2 separate regions of the Sus scrofa genome follow, and region 2 is linked to region 1. A link is a contact called in public HiChIP or PLAC-seq data. All regions are on one chromosome and are shown on one strand. Each heading gives the region's core, a stretch centred on a gene start, on an enhancer-like site or on the middle of the called end of the contact. The rest is flanking DNA. Distances are from core to core; before and after follow the strand shown.

Region 1 (7,841 bases), core at 4,275-6,774:
GAAGCCTACATCCGGGTGGGAACCAAACTGAGGGGACACGAGAGGAGTGTCTCCAGCCGTGTCCGCGCGTCCAGGCCCAACACTACTGCCTGGACAGCGCGGAGCGCAGAGTCCTCAGAGGCCCCGCAGCCGCGGGTTGGTCCCTGCGCGGGAAGCCCGGGAGCTGCCAGAAGAGGATGGAGGAGAAGCGGCGGCCTCTGAAGAGGGCGGCGACTCGGGAAAGGCTCGAGGGAGCCGGGCGGGCCACCAAAGACGTGGATCCAGGCCCGGGTCCCAGGCTGTGGCAGGACGCGAGACGGACAAGTGCAGGCCCTCCGTAAGCATCATGCGGGGCAGCGGGTGGGAGGCAGCGAAGGTCCTAAGCTTCCTAGACGAGTACAAGCTACTGCCCTGCGCGGGGGTGGTTGCAGGAGAGAAAAATCCGGAGGGCAGGAGGGGAGAGGGATGAGGCTGGCCGATGGCCGAGGGAAACGCACAAAGGAGGCAGGAACAGCCTGTGCAAAAGCCCCAAGCCAGGTCTATGGCGATCCGGGTTTATTCACGTGTAACCCCTGACTATTCCGGTGGTGCCGGGAGCTTGCTCCCCTCCTCCTCCTGGGACCTAGACAGGAACTGTCCCGCCCTTGGACCTGATCAAACTGAGACGGGTTCCCTGAGATTCCTGGGGATGTGAGTTGGTCCAACAACCGCCAGGAGGGAGAAGCTAGGGCTCCAGGAACAAAAAACAACACCCCTTTCCACTTATCCGGTGCTCCCGCCCCCTCAAGCCCGGCCGCAAGGTCCCGCCCCTCACACAGGCCGCTTCCCCCCGCCCCACGCCCAGGCCTGTGAAGGTAACGTCAACTCAGGCCAGTTGCCGTGGCCCAGATATCCACCAGGTGGCGCGCCAAGACCGATGGCTAAGATTGTGGGCGCGACGGCTCTTGAGCACGAAAGGTGCATGGAGCACTGGTCCACCGCCTAGCGGCTTCAAGGCTCTGCCTGTTGTTTGAACGCCGGGCTGCAGGAAGTGGACTTTCCCATAGAGCAGTAGTTCTCAAAATAAGATCCTGAAACCTGCTGCATTCACATCTCCTGGGGCCTTCTTAGGAATGCATATTCTCAGGCCGGGGCCAGACCCACAAACCTACTGAATCAGGTCTAAGAAGCTCAGGCCAGGACTCCTGCCAGTCAGGAGGACCAAGCTGGTTTTCAGACCTCCCTCCACGAATTCCTTTTTCTCCTGCTTGTATCCGGGCTGGGGAGTGGTCGTTTACTGTCTCTTTTTCCCCTGGTGAGGGTGGGGGAGGGGGAGACACGAGACAACGAGCAGAGATGTCCCCAGCTCCCAGAGCTGCAGCAACCTGATCTCATGATTAAAAGCTCCAGTCCCAGCATACTGCTCACCAACACACCGCAGTCCACCTTGTGGCCTGTTCCTATTGCAGTGATTTTTCTCAAGGTGTTCAGCAGCCTAGCTGCTCCAGGAGATGTTTGTGGGGCTTGATGGAAACAGACTCCTGGCTTGCACAGCTCACCCTAGCAATTCACAGCTCTGGCATGAAGGGCCCCAGAACCTTCATTTTGGACACGTTTCCCTAGTGATTCTTCTGTACCTGGGAACCACGATGGGACAACGCATGTAAATGGCAAGCCCTGGACCCATCAAGTGTAGGGATGGCAGGCAAAGTGAGGTGAACACGGTCACCATCATGGAGGTGGGAATGAAGGGGACACAGGGCATGACAAAACCACCCTGGAGCATTCTTCAGTTGCTGGGCCCAGAGGCAGGAAATAAGTTTGTAAACATGTTTATTTGCATATTGACCTGTGCCTTCTTTTTAAGTTCAAGGAGGCAGTCAATGTAAGTGTTCAGGCAAGATGGTGAAGAAAAAAGGGGAAGGGGAAGGAATTTCTCCCCTGCCTCCCTTTTCAAGTGGAGCACCTAGAGTTGCACTTGAGGAAGTTAAAATCTTGGGAGATGCAACCCCGTTCTATAGGTTTCTTTACATTCTTTGAGTTGCTATGAAGAGTCTGTATTTTTTTTTTTCTTTTTTAAGGGCTGCACCCGCGGTATATGGAGGTTCCCAGGTGAGGGGTCTAATTGGAGCTACAGCTGCCAGCCTACGCCACAGCCACAGCAATGCCAGATCTAAGCCGCGTCTGCACCACATCTCACTGCAACACCAGATCCCCAACCCAATGTTCGAGGCCAGGGATCAAACCTGCAACCTCATGGTTCCTAATTGGATCGTTTCTGCTGCTGCATGATGCGAGCTCCCTAGTCTGTATTTTTTTTTTTTTAAATCAATGCATGAAAGATACAATTTTAGCAAGAAAAAAGAGGGGTGTTAGGCGGAGATTAGAGGGGCACTGCCAGGCCCTTGATTTATCTCCATTTTCAAGTGTGGGGACAGATTATAGCATCTCTGCCCAAGTGCAGGGGAGTCAGGGACACACCCTGGCTGGCCAATACTGTGACAGGTGGCAGGGTCCTCTGTGACCCCCCCTGCCCTTGCCTCACAGCTGATCTTCTTGCTCTTCATGTTCTGCTTCTGCTCTGGCCTCAGGCCTCAGGACCCTGAGGCTCCTGGCCTCGCCTGCCCTGGGGACTCTCTTGGGCAGGGTGGGCAACCTGGGGGTGTGCCAGAAGGCTCTCCGGCGCTTTCGAAACCACGAAAAGCGGCCGGGGGTCTGGAACCTCACTGTCTTGACCGGTTTCCGGGTCCTGGCTCCTGGGGTTGCCCCTGTGGCTCTCCAAGCAGCTGAGGATTCAGCTTCCTGGACAGCCAGGGCCTCTGCCCTCTGACTACATGCAGCTTCTGCCCTCTGGTCAGGAATGGCCTCTGCCCTCTGGACAGCTGGCGCCTCTGCCCCCTGGACAGCTAGGGCCTCTGCCCTCTGATTATCTGCAGCCTCTACTCTCTGGACAGTTGGGTCCTCTGCCCCCTGAGCAGCAGGGGCCTCAGCCCTCTGATTATCCACAGCTTCTGCCCCCTGGAGAGCTATGGCCTCTGCCCCCGGGACCACTACTACCTCTGCCCTCTGATCATCTGCAGCCTCTGTTCTCTGAGCTCTAGTTGGGGCTTCCTCCCTCCTGCGACGACGGAAGGAGGCCCAATTGATTTTGGGTCTCCACCGACTTGGGGGATTCTCAGGCACCCGCCCATCTCCTGCATTTCCCCTGTCCTCCCCGAGGCTTGAGCTGCCTGGCACCGATGCGCCATCCCTCTCCACCCTGGTAGAGGCCTGCCGGGCCTCACCCACCCCTGGGCTGGACCTCGGTGCCCAGCCCTTCACCCTCCGCTTCAGCTTCCCCCAGGACACCTGGCTGACATATTCCCGCCATCTATCAGCCTTGGACAGCTGGGGTCCCGGATTGTCCTCAAACATGGGCACTGGCAGGGTCACACGGCGGCGGGCCGGCGGGGCACTGGGCTTCTTCTCTCCTCGCCGCAGGAAGGCCTCAACCAGTTCCTCGTCATCCTCGCTCTCCAGGTCGCTCCCAAGGAATTTGCTGCCCAGGTAACTGACAGGCATTTTGCGCAGCCTCCTTCCACGCCCCGTGCCTTTGTGGTCCTTGTCATCCTTGTCTCTGGAGGTTTCAAAGTCGCTGAACTCGCTGTCACTGGCATTGCTGCTGTCATAAGTACCCACGACCAGCCGAGGAGGTGGCGTCACCATCTGCGGGACTCTCCTCCTCGATCCGGGCTCCTTGGGCTTTTTAGGGGGCTGGGGCGGGTGGGGGGTGCTCTTCTCGATGATGCGGGCCACATCCTCCAGGGTGCGGCCTTCTTCCTCCAGAAACTGGATCAGCCGCTCCCGAAATTCCGCCTCCTTGGTGGCGGGCTTGGAGATAACCCTCCAGACGCCTCCCGCCAGCCTGACCTCGCGGGGGATGAGCAAATAGTCTACGTCCTCGCCGATCTGCAGCATCCCCACCGTGGAGTCCTCCTCGCGGCGGAACACCTTGCCGATCTTCTTGAATGTCCCCACCGGCTTCAAGGCTTCCACGAGGACGTCCAAATCCACATCTTTGCAGATGTCGGGGACGCTCCAGAGGATCAGGCAATCAGGGGAAGGGAGGAAGCCCCAGGGGAACCAGCCCCCCACGTGGCTTTTCTCGAGGGTCTTTAAGATCTCCAGGGTGAAATCTAAAGTGCGGGCAAGGAGCCCAAACTACTCGCAGCGCCGAGTCTTGGGGTGGGGATGCGGTCCCAAGAGCGCGGCCGGGAATCTCACCTCCCAGTTTCTCTGCCCGCAACAAGTCGGGTCGTGATCCAGTTCGCTCCCCTCAAGGACTGGTGGGAATCGATTCAGGGTGCTTACGTGAGTCGGAGTCTCAAGGTTCCAAGCCCGCCGCAAGCTGTAAATGGGTGTCCCGGCTCCAACTCAGTGTAAGGACTGCTGGTGGCTCTTCCTGTGCCAGGCACAGGGGACGTCCCTGGAACTTGGGAAAGGACTTTGCAGACAAAGACGGCTCAGCTGTGGCTGTTCAATATGGCCGAGGCTCTTGGAGGCCGCAGCCAGCTCCCCAGGAGGGTCTCCCGCCCCTAGGCAGGCTGCCACCTCGGTCCAGGCTGACCTTGACGCGCCTCCGCCCCCAGCCTGCGCGCCCAGGGCCGGCGAGTGCGCGCGCGGGCAGGAAGTTCCTCCTCGCCTTCCCCCTGGATGAGGCCCACCTTCTCCCTGCTCGGCTTACACTCCCGGACTCGGGGAAGACTGACAGGGGGGCTGTCCACTCCCCTTGGGGCGCCCTCGCCGCCCTCCCCCCCAGGGGTGTGGCTGCGCCCCGGGCCTCTCAGGGGCCCCGGCTTCCAAGCCAAAGGCCTGCGGTGCCGACGCCCACGTCAGCAGCTTTCTCTGAGAAAGGCAGCAGTTCCCGAAACTACCGTCCCAAAAGTGCGGGTTCCAGCCCAGCCCTGAAGGTGGGCGCGCTCATCATCGGGCAATCCCTTGGAAAGCCACTGACAGTATAGTACCATCTTAAAATTAAGTGACTTTGGGTACCGGCAGTTCCTAGCCATATACCCAGACATGTGGGTGAAGAACCTGGTATCAAGGTCTTATTGCAGCTCATCATGGGGCTTGGCACAGAGTAGGTGCTCAAGAAATATTTTTGAGTGAATGAATGCACCTAATTGTTCACCGGTAGGGACTAACGGTGAAATACTAGGCCGTTATGAAAAAGAGAAGTGACTGAGAATAAACACATTTTAGGGAGCACTTCCTACGTACGAAGGACCATGCTAAGTGCTTTTTATAAATTAACTCATAAAATTCACACAAAAACATCAGGATACAGATAATACGATGCTCATTCCCATTGTACAGCTGAGGAAATAAAATCAATCTCTTGCTCAAGGTCACATGGCCAGGAAGAAGACTGAACCTGGATTTGATTCTGAAACAGTCTAATGTGTGTGTAGACCAAAGGGCCTAGGTGTATACATACATTTGTCATGTGTAGAAGCACTGCCAACAGTGGCTATATCTGGGGACCCCGGAGGTGGCTTTTCACTTTTCACATGACTTTTCACTCTATCATTTTGGAGTGCTTCAATTTTTAACAATCAAAAATGTTAACTGAAATAAGTTAAATTAAATTGAAGGACCTCAGATACCTCAAAAATGTTAATTGAAATAAGTTAAATTAAAGGGTCAGGATTCGCAAAGCTTCTTGGGTAACTGTGAGGCAACCACATGCACAGCAACAACTGCCTTAGTAATAATAACGGTTAACCTGCATGGATGCTTTCTTTGAAACCAGGCATCCTGAGTGGGCCTGTTATGAATCTGCAGAGCTACACCGAAAGGTGAATGCCTTCACTATCATCTCCTTACAGCTGGGGACACTGAGGCTGGTCCCCGATTGCACAGTTCGAAGTGGAGAGCCAGATATTTGAACCAGATCCCAGACGTTAGAACTAACTCCAGGCTCTGAAGATACAGCTGATCTGCGTCCTCCTGAGAGTGCTAGGCTGTTTGACCCCTTAAAAGCCATCGCATGTCCAGCTGCCCTCAATGCTTGCCTGGATCCATACAAATCCCTCCTCGTGGGGCTCCCTGCTTCCTTCTCACTGCCTATAATCAATCCACCCCCAACCTAGCAACTTAAGCCAGATCTGTCTCTCCTCTAATTTTTTTTTTTTTTTTTTTTTTTTTTTTGTCTTTTTGCTATTTCTTGTGCCGCTCCTGCGGCATATGGAAGTTCCCCGGCTAGGGGTCGAATCGGAGCTGTAGCTGCCAGCCTACGCCAGAGCCACAGCAACTCGGGATCCGAGCCGCGTCTGCAACCTACACCACAGCTCACGGCAACGCCGGAACCCCGACCCACTGAGCAAGGGCAGGGATCGAACCCGCAACCTCATGGTTCCTAGCCGGATTCGTTAACCACTGCGCCACGACGGGAACTCCTCTCCTCTAATTTTAAAGTCCTCGCCATCACCCACAAAGTCCCACTTCCCGCTCTCTTTCTCTCTTCCTCACTCCACTCCAGCCACACCTGCCTCCTCATTGGTCATCCAATAAATCGGGCTTACCTCCACCTTCAGGTCCTTTGCATCACTGGTCCCAACACCCAGAAAGTTCTGCCCCTACCTTCTCTTGGCAATCTCCCTCTGCTCAAATGTCATCTTTTTTTGTTGTTGGCCGTGCAGAAGGTCTCAGGCTAGGGATCTAGCCCATGCCACAGCAGTGACAATACTGGATCCTTAAGCACTAGGCGCTAGGGTGTTGCAAAAGGTTATCACTTCAGAGGTCATACTGCACCCTCCCCAAATTACTGAGCAGTCTCTACCCTCTTGAGGACCCTTTAGCTTAGGAATTCTTAACCTTTTCCATGTCAAGGACCCTTTTCAGGATAGTTTTGCAATGCATGGTATTGTATTATTGGATTACAAAGGAGACCAATTTTAATGTATGCAAATGTTAAAAAAAAATTCCCCAAACACCAAAAAACCCGGGTAAACTAGTGACTCTAATATAAGGTATAAAAATAAACACATATGGAGTTCCCGTCGTGGCGCAGTGGTTAACGAATCCGACTAGGAACCATGAGGTTGCGGGTTCGGTCCCTGCCCTTGCTCAGTGGGTTAATGATCCGGCGTTGCCGTGAGCTGTGGTGTAGGTTGCAGACGCGGCTCGGATCCCGAGTTGCTGTGGCTCTGGCGTAGGCTGGTGGCTACAGCTCCAATTCGACCCCTAGCCTGGGAACCTCCATATGCCGCGGGAGCGGCCCAAGAAATAGCAACAACAACAACAACAACAAATAAAATAAAATAAACACATATAATTTCGTTTAACTCACAGCATGTGATTTCACTTAACTCGTGAAGGAACTGGGCAGATGTTCGGGGTAAGCGGGAAGAGAGAGAGGGAAAGAAGAAAGAAAGATACTTGGCAGGCAGAGGACGGCTAAGGTCTCAGGGAAATTTTTGTACAATTATTGGCTCATTTGGATTGTTTTTGCTTTTACAGAGCCAGGTCTTTAGGCTTTGCTGTATTTTCTCCTCAAAAAGTCCATCCCAACTGCCCCCGGGCTCAGTCCCCGCCCCCCAACCGCGCCCCGCCCTTTTTTGCACAGCTTCTAGCCCCGCCTCCCAGCGGTCTCCATGGCGACGAGGAGACGCGCTCCCTCGCTAGAGGCTGCTCTGAGAGGGTGGGCGGGGCAGGGCAGCGCCTCTTCTCCGCTTCTTTTCCCATCTCTAGGCCTGATTTCCTCGTCAGTTTCTCTGAAAAGCTGTTTTGTAGGGGCCCGAAACTAAAAATTTCTAAATGTTGACTTAAGAATCCAGCCCTGAGAAGTCAAGGCTTCCACGTGGGAATGACCTCGCAGATGAGACACTGGGTTTTGTAACTGG
Region 2 (7,134 bases), core at 953-3,452, 150 kb before region 1:
CGATGGAAACTCCTCAAGAGTTGTGCTTTTAACCAATAAAAGCTGTCTCTCTTGGGTGCATAAAGACAGTCCATTCTCAGCCTATCTTTAGCGAGATAACCCCTGTCCCCAGCCCTGACCTGACAGGTGCTTTCAAAGCTGAATATGGCACTTTAATTAATTAGTTCAACGTCGTTAACTCAACAAAGAGATATTTATTGAGTGCCCTCTGTGTTCTGGGGACACAGGATGAACCAGGCGGTTGTTGGACAGGCCCTCCAGAGGGAGGAAGATAGATAAAACCATGAAAATGACTTACTGACAGGGCAGGAAACCAGCAGGGGGCGTGAGAGAGAAAAAGGTGGCCATGGGAGGAGAGAACACTTAAGCTGAGATTTTGTCTCTCCTCTCCCCACAAAACAATGTAAGTGGGTCCAGATTCTGCCCTGGCTTGAACCTCAACTGCTGCATCTGTAGAATGGGAATGTGATGGGTAGAGCAAATGAGTGATATGTAGAAAAACCTTTGGGGACAAGGGCAGTTCCCACGAGTGCTGGTGACACTGAGGGGCTGCTTACCTCCTAGGGTGCAGGCTGACGGAACTCCAAGGGGGTGGTTCCAGCCCAGCTCAGCTGCACTGCTGAAGGAAGATGAACCAGAAAACCCCAAATCAACCAACTTCACACAACAGGGCACAATTTCATCTTATGAAATCTCATAAGCTCAGGCAGGCATCACCTACCTGAAGCATCTTAGCAGTGAAAGGAAGGCTGTCATAGCAACCTATACCCATCCCTTCTTTCGTGAATGTGTCCAGAAAGGTAGGGGTAGAAGTGATAGAAGGTGTTACCATGACAACCCCTTCCCTAGACACATTACATTCTGAGAGACAATCCTAAAATGTCTTCTACCTTGGTGGGCCTGGTTCTAGGGTCATTGGAAGGCAGAGTGCCCCCATTACCATAGTACCCAGGACTTGGCTCTGCCAGTTTCTCACCTCCCTAGGGATAGCCCGCATCTTGTAACCATAACAACTACTCCTCAGCAGAGCATCTCCTCCTCTAAATAAAAACACCTGGCTGGTCCAAGGCCCTCCCACCATGGGAAAGGGGGAGATGGTTACCATGGTAATGCCAACCAGGAGGCTGGGGAGAGGGGCTGGGAAAGAGATGTTTCCCTCAGCAGTGTCCTTGGGGCCAGGCTCCTTTCTACCTGAGCGCTAGGTGAGGTTGCCATAGTAACCAAGGAGGGTAGGGGCCGAAGGACCACCGGGGACTTGGGTGACCTTAGCAACCTCCTATAGGTAGGTGCAGGGCCAGGAGAGGTGGAGCTCCAGGACCATAAAGGTGGAGGGGAAGGGAGGCTAAGGGTGTCCCCGACTGAGGAAGAGTTACCATGACAACCGCCCCGGGCCAGGAATCAGGATGGGGCCATCGGTGAAACCACCCCTGGTGGTCGCCCTTTCTCTCAAAGAGGGACGGTGATCTAGGAGAGTGGTGTTTGGGTCTGGAGAGGGCTAGAATCTTTCTTTGGGGTGAAGCCGGAGGAGGGGTACAGGAAGCGGCCCCTCCCAAAGTCCTGCGCTTCCTAAGGGGTCTGGGTCGCGTTTGCCCTCCTCCAGGCGCGCGCCCCTCCTCGCCCCTCCATGCGCGCGCCTTGGGGGTCGACCCGGGTGGGCGAGGCGCGCGCCCGACATCGTTCCCGGCACCGGCCCCCCCGGCCCCCGCCGAGCGCGCGCTCGAGGGCTGGCGCGGCCGCGCAGGCGCGCGAAGCACAGCGGGCGCGCGGGCCGGCCCCGGGGCCTCCATGATGGAGGAGCGAGCGGCCGCCGCTGCCGCCGCCGCCGCTTCCTCCAGCCGCCCACTCGGCTCCGGCGCGGGCCCGGGCCCGACGGGGGCGGCTCCGGTCTCTGCCCCCGCCCCCGGGCCCGGCCCGGCTGCCAAGGGAGGCGGCGGCGGAGGCAGCCCCGGCCCCACGGCGGGGCCGGAGCCCCTGAGCCTGCCGGGGATCCTACACTTTATCCAGCACGAGTGGGCGCGCTTCGAAGCGGAGAAGGCCCGCTGGGAGGCGGAGCGCGCCGAGTTACAGGTGAGCGCCGCGCCGAGTTACAGGTGAGCGCCGCCCAGGGACCCTCGACCCCCCCGCCCGGCCCGGCCCGGCCCGGCCTCACCCGCCGCTGCCGCCGCCGCCATCTTGGAGCAATGGCCGCCGGGACTGCCGGGGGGGGGCGGGAGGGGACCGCGACCGGCCCGCAGACGGAGTGAGGGGCCGTCCGAGGGGGGTCCTGAGGGCTCCTGGGCGGCTGGAGACGGGAGGGGGGCCCAGGGGCTGGAGGGCCCGACCGGGGCAGCCAAGAGAAAGGGCGCAGGGGACCAGAACCGGCTGGGAGTGGGAGTGGGGGTGAACGGACTGGCCGAAGGGTCCCTGAGAGAGTGGCCTCGGGGACCCGAGCGGACCCCAAGAGAACTCGGCCAAGGGTGATGAGAGGGCATGGAGGGGTCTTGTACGGGAGTGAGCAAAGAACATGCAGGGTGCTGAGGGAGTCACACTCCGTCCCCGTTGGAGGTGGAGCCCGGCGGGCCCCGGGTGGGAAGAGGGGACGTTGGGGGGACTTGGGACTCGCCGGAGTCGAGAGCAGGTCGGGGCTGGGCTCCCTTGTGAGTAGGGAGAGGAAGTCAGGGAGCTCAGGACGGGTTTGTTTCGGAGTGTTAGGACGGCGGGGACTGAAAGATGGCTCTGCCGGGACTCCGGGGAGGAGAGCGAGGTCTCGGGGGTGTCAGATGAAGGTGTGTGCCCCTTCCCTCTGAGGAGGAAACTTTGTGGAGCCTTGGCAGTGCGTCGCTACCGCCTCCCGGGAAGGGATCCCGGGGGTGGAATCATGGAGGGGGCCAGGACGTGCCCCAGGAGCCTGTGCTGGAAGAGCTTGAGAGCCGAGAAACTCTTCGGGGATGTGGGAGATGGGGGGACTCCCGCCCAGAGATGGGAGGTGTGGAAGATGTCAGGTGCAGAGCCCCGACCTGGAATGAGAGGAGGTCGGCCGTGTCCAGCGGTGGAGCTGGGGCGTGGGGTGAAGACACGAGGAATTGGCCGAATCTGGGGGTGGCGGGGAGCATTTTGTAGAGCAGGAAGGCAGCCAGAGGAAGAATCTCACAAAGATCCTGGGGTGGGGGGTAGTGTTTGTGGAAGTTTCTGGGAAAGGACTCTGGTTTGTGGAGTAGCTTGAGGGAGGGCTGTACCCCTGGGATGATGTTTGGAAGGCGCCGAGGAGCTGGGCTGGGTTTTGTGACCTTGAGAGATGTGGGTCCGTTTGCTGGGTGTCCCTAGGAGCCTGGGTATCAGAATTGTGAGGATTTTAAGGGTTCTAAGGATGTGCTGCCAGGAGTCTGAGGGGTCCTGGTCTGTGGTGTTATCAGCAGAAGTCAGCGCCTGCTTCTAGCATCTTTCCCCCTCTGATTTGCTGTTTCCTGTCTAGGAGAGGTGGGGACTGAAAGAAACACCTGGTTAGAATTTTGTCCATGGGATGAATAGAGAGAGCATCCCGCAATTCTCCCACCCCTGTAGGGATCCTGGCTCTGTGGTAGCTGAGGCTTGGTGCTGGGGGGGTTGGGTGGGAGAGAAATCCTTATGCAAGTACCCCTTGTTTTTGTGTTCCATCTCTCCTTCCAGAGCTCTTTCCCAGAGTACGTCTTTTTAGATCTTCTTAGTACCCCTTCATGTAGGCAGGGCCAGTGTCCTTGCCCTCGCTCAGCAGCTGCTATCGCAGCTGCTGTTTATTGAGCACATACTATGTGCCAGGCATTGTGTCAGGCACTTTAAATAAATCCTTGCAACCTTCTGGGAGGGTAAGTGATATTCCCCCCCTTCCCTCCCCTTTAAAGAAATCAAGCAGAAGAGGAAGTGGAGGCTTTGAGCAGGTCAGTGATTTATCTAGACTCATAGCCTGTGGGTGGCAGAGGTGGTCTGTGGGCTTTCGAGCCCATGCGTTATACTTCTCTGATGCCCAGGACAGAGGAGAAGCCTGTTCCAGGAAGTTCTGGCCTCTGCGGGAACGTCCAAGCAGTCACAGCAGACCTGGGGTTAAATCTTGGTGCTTGGTGTCTGGGACTTCACACCTGTGCAGCCTGCAGCACCCCCCAACCCACCTCCTCATCTTTGAGACAAACAAGAGAAAAGATGTGTCTGTTCCCCTCCTTAGTGGTCTTCTTGGGCTTTGGGAGAAAGTTGTGGATAGCACCCGCTTAGACGCTCCTTTGTCTAGCCTCCGGCGCCACTCACTTTGTTTTCTTTTGTTCTGTTATGTTAGCGCACATTCAAAGCGCTCAGGCATCTGTGTGCACATATTACATACATGTGAGTGAAGGGGACCCCCGTCCCTTTCCTGACCTGCTCCCTAACTCGCCTCCCCAACTGTTTTCTGTGAAAGTAGTTCAGCTCCATGTGTGTAATATATGAGATCATATCATGTGTATCATTTTGTGACCTTTTTTCCCACATAGTCATGCGTCTTGGTGTTCCTTTCATATCAGCACAGAGAGCAATACTCACTGTTTTTGAAAACTATATTCCACTGGTGTTTGTATCCCAGCTCATTTAATTGGAGCCCTCTTGATGGAATTTTAGGTTGTTTGCAGCAAATATCCTTGTATCCCCGCGTGAGTACAGCAGAAGAGACGGGTGGAGGGGGTGGAACAGGAGAAGAGGTGTGTTTATGAAGCGGGGACTGGGTCTGGCAGGTTGCCCCGCATTTACACTCGCATCAGCAGCACCTCTTTTTATACACTTTGACTTGAGCACTTATCACTTAGAGAGGTGCGACTTCTCCTGTGAGATCCTTTAAGGCCTGGACTGTATCAGATTTTTCCAGTTCTGAATACCTTTTCTCCAAATAGCTGAGTGCAGCTGCTCCTGGCACAGGACCTGTGTGCAGTCAGTGTGTGGGGAATGGCAGAAAACACAGCCTTGTGAGGTCCTGCCAGGAGGCGCCCAAGAATTCAAGCAGGGAGGCAGCATCAGCACAGGTGATAATGAGCAGGACTTTGCCCAGTGGGGGGATTCTGAGAAGGAGATGACGCAGTTTCTGCCATTCAGAAACTTCCAGGCTGATGGAAGAGACTGGTTTGTGCAGGAGGCTACAGAGACCTCTGCACGGTCACACGGTAGAGGTGTTTTTTTTTTTTTTTGTCTTTTTGCCATTTCTTGGGCCGCTCCCGCGGCATATGGAGGTTCCCAGGCTAGGGGTCAAATCAGAGCTGCAGCCACCAGCCTACGCCAGAGCCACAGCAATGTGGGATCCCAGCCGCGTCTGCAACCTACACCACAGCTCACGGCAACGCTGGATCCTTAACCCACTGAGCAAGGGCAGGGATCGAACCCTCAACCTCATGGTTCCTAGTCGGATTTGTTAACCACTGCGCCACGACGGGAACTCCCACGGTAAAGGTTTTGACTGTGTGGCTCTGTGCATGATCCGTGGCTCTTCTGGGAAGGGATGTGAGCTCTCTGAGGACAAGAGGAAGCTCAGGGTGGGGCACGTGGGTCTGAACTGGACATTTCACGTAGGGCAGCGGCAGGGAGCTGTGGCGAGTGCGCTGCCGGCAGAGATGGTATGGAGCTGGCCCCTCCCCACTTCCAGCCTCCCACGGGGCACTGAGGGATCCATGGGGACCTAGCCCTGCCAGGAGCCCCAGAGGAGTGGAGTGCAGCAGATGCAGTGGAGGGCCAGGCGGAACTGAACTGGCACGGGAAGGGGGCTGGGACAGAAAGGTTGGGATGTGGAGGCGTCGTAGCTCTTGGGCATCTCAGCCCCTCCAAAAGCTTTGTTGATGCAGCCGGGGTGGAGAGGAACAGCTGGAGGGGAGGCGGCAGCCCTGTCTCAGCGCGGTTTTGGGGGCGCATGTGTTCCAACAGTCTGGCCAGAGGGAGTGGCGGTGGGTAGAGAACTTCCAGATCCCGGCCTTACCTGCCAGCCCACCGCAGCGCTGGCAGATCCTGCGGGGGTGGGAGGGACTGGCCACCAACACTTCCCCCTTTGTGGTATTCCACCAACCTGGGATACTTCAACCACATGTTTCTGGTTCTCTTTTTTCCCTTCTTTGCCAGAGGATCGGAGCAGAATGGGCTTAGTAAGATTCTCACGTCATCATTAGGAGAGGGGAGATCAGGGCTTGATATGGGGGCGAGGAGGTGAAGGGGGAGGCTGAGCAGGTATGAGGGCCGGGCACGATTCTGCTTTCTCCCCCACAGATGAGGGTCACTAGGTGTTAACAGTCCCATCTCCTTATTGTTAAATCCACGCATGACCCCCTTCTTCCTGGTCCTAATCTGGGCCACTGTCATCTCCCACTGGGATTTCTGGGACTGCCTCCTTCAGTGGCTGGTCTCTGCCTTTAGCTTTGCTCTCCCCTTGCCCCCTGCAGCTATCACTTCTCCACTTTAGAGCTTGTGGAATTACCTCTGCAACATGAAAATCTGATTACATCTCTCTTTGCCTAAAAAACCTTTCCAGGGAGTGCCTCAGTGGTTGGGAACCCCTGTCATTGTCTCTGTGGATGCAGGTTTGATCCCTGGCCTCACTCAGTGGGTTAAGGATCCTGAGTTGCTGCCAGCTGTGGTGTAGGTGGCAGATGGGGTTTGGATCCGGTGTTGCTGTGGCCATGGTGTAGACTGGCAGCTGCAGTTCCAGTTCAACCCCTAGTCCGGGAACTTCGATGTGCCATGGGTACGGCCATTGCACAAAACCAGTAAACCAACTAATAATCAAAAAAACACCAAAAACCCTTCCATACCTTCCCCTGTGCTCTTAGGATAAATTTCAGACTTGCTCACGTGGTCTGTGATCCTTTGTTGGGCCTACAAGCTTCTCTAACTTTCCTCCCTAACCCTTATACCCATTCAGATGCAGGCAGCCTGGCCTTTGTAGAGTTCCTTGTCTCTGTCCTCAGCCAGCTGCGCACTCCACCCCGCTGGCTGACTGCTACTCAGCCTTGGGGTCTTAGCTGAACTGTCCCTTCTTCACTCCAAACTGGCTTGGTTGTCCCTCCTCCCATAACCTCCTCTGCTGCCTCACCGGGACCCTGGTCACATCCTGTGTTAATGTTGCTGCTGTGCTTATCACCTGTGCCCGAGGGCTCCGTTACTTTGCCAGAGCCTCACGCA

The links. HiChIP or PLAC-seq counts read pairs in DNA pulled down with a chosen protein or histone mark.
Region 2: an H3K27ac HiChIP or PLAC-seq map of skeletal muscle shows a contact between it and region 1, with 3 times the contacts expected there. The contact joins the promoter of FKRP here to the promoter of CCDC8 in region 1. A contact is called at or near these places in 1 of 5 promoter capture datasets (liver), 1 of 47 Hi-C or Micro-C datasets (embryonic fibroblasts) and 1 of 2 datasets of contacts at active chromatin or transcription factors (skeletal muscle).

Annotation. Positions count from the first base shown.
Region 1 is chr6:52,472,191-52,480,031 of Sscrofa11.1, reverse strand. It overlaps CCDC8 (coiled-coil domain-containing protein 8), which reads right to left and starts at 5,524. Exons shown (of 1, transcript XM_003127233.4): 1 at 1,775-5,524. The coding sequence starts at 3,915. The coding sequence ends at 2,500.
Region 2 is chr6:52,622,534-52,629,667 of Sscrofa11.1, reverse strand. FKRP (fukutin-related protein) reads right to left here and starts at 2,202. Exons shown (of 2, transcript XM_021094618.1): 1 at 2,150-2,202; 2 at 1-619. It overlaps STRN4 (striatin-4), which reads left to right and starts at 1,758. Exons shown (of 17, transcript XM_021094615.1): 1 at 1,758-2,067. The coding sequence starts at 1,786.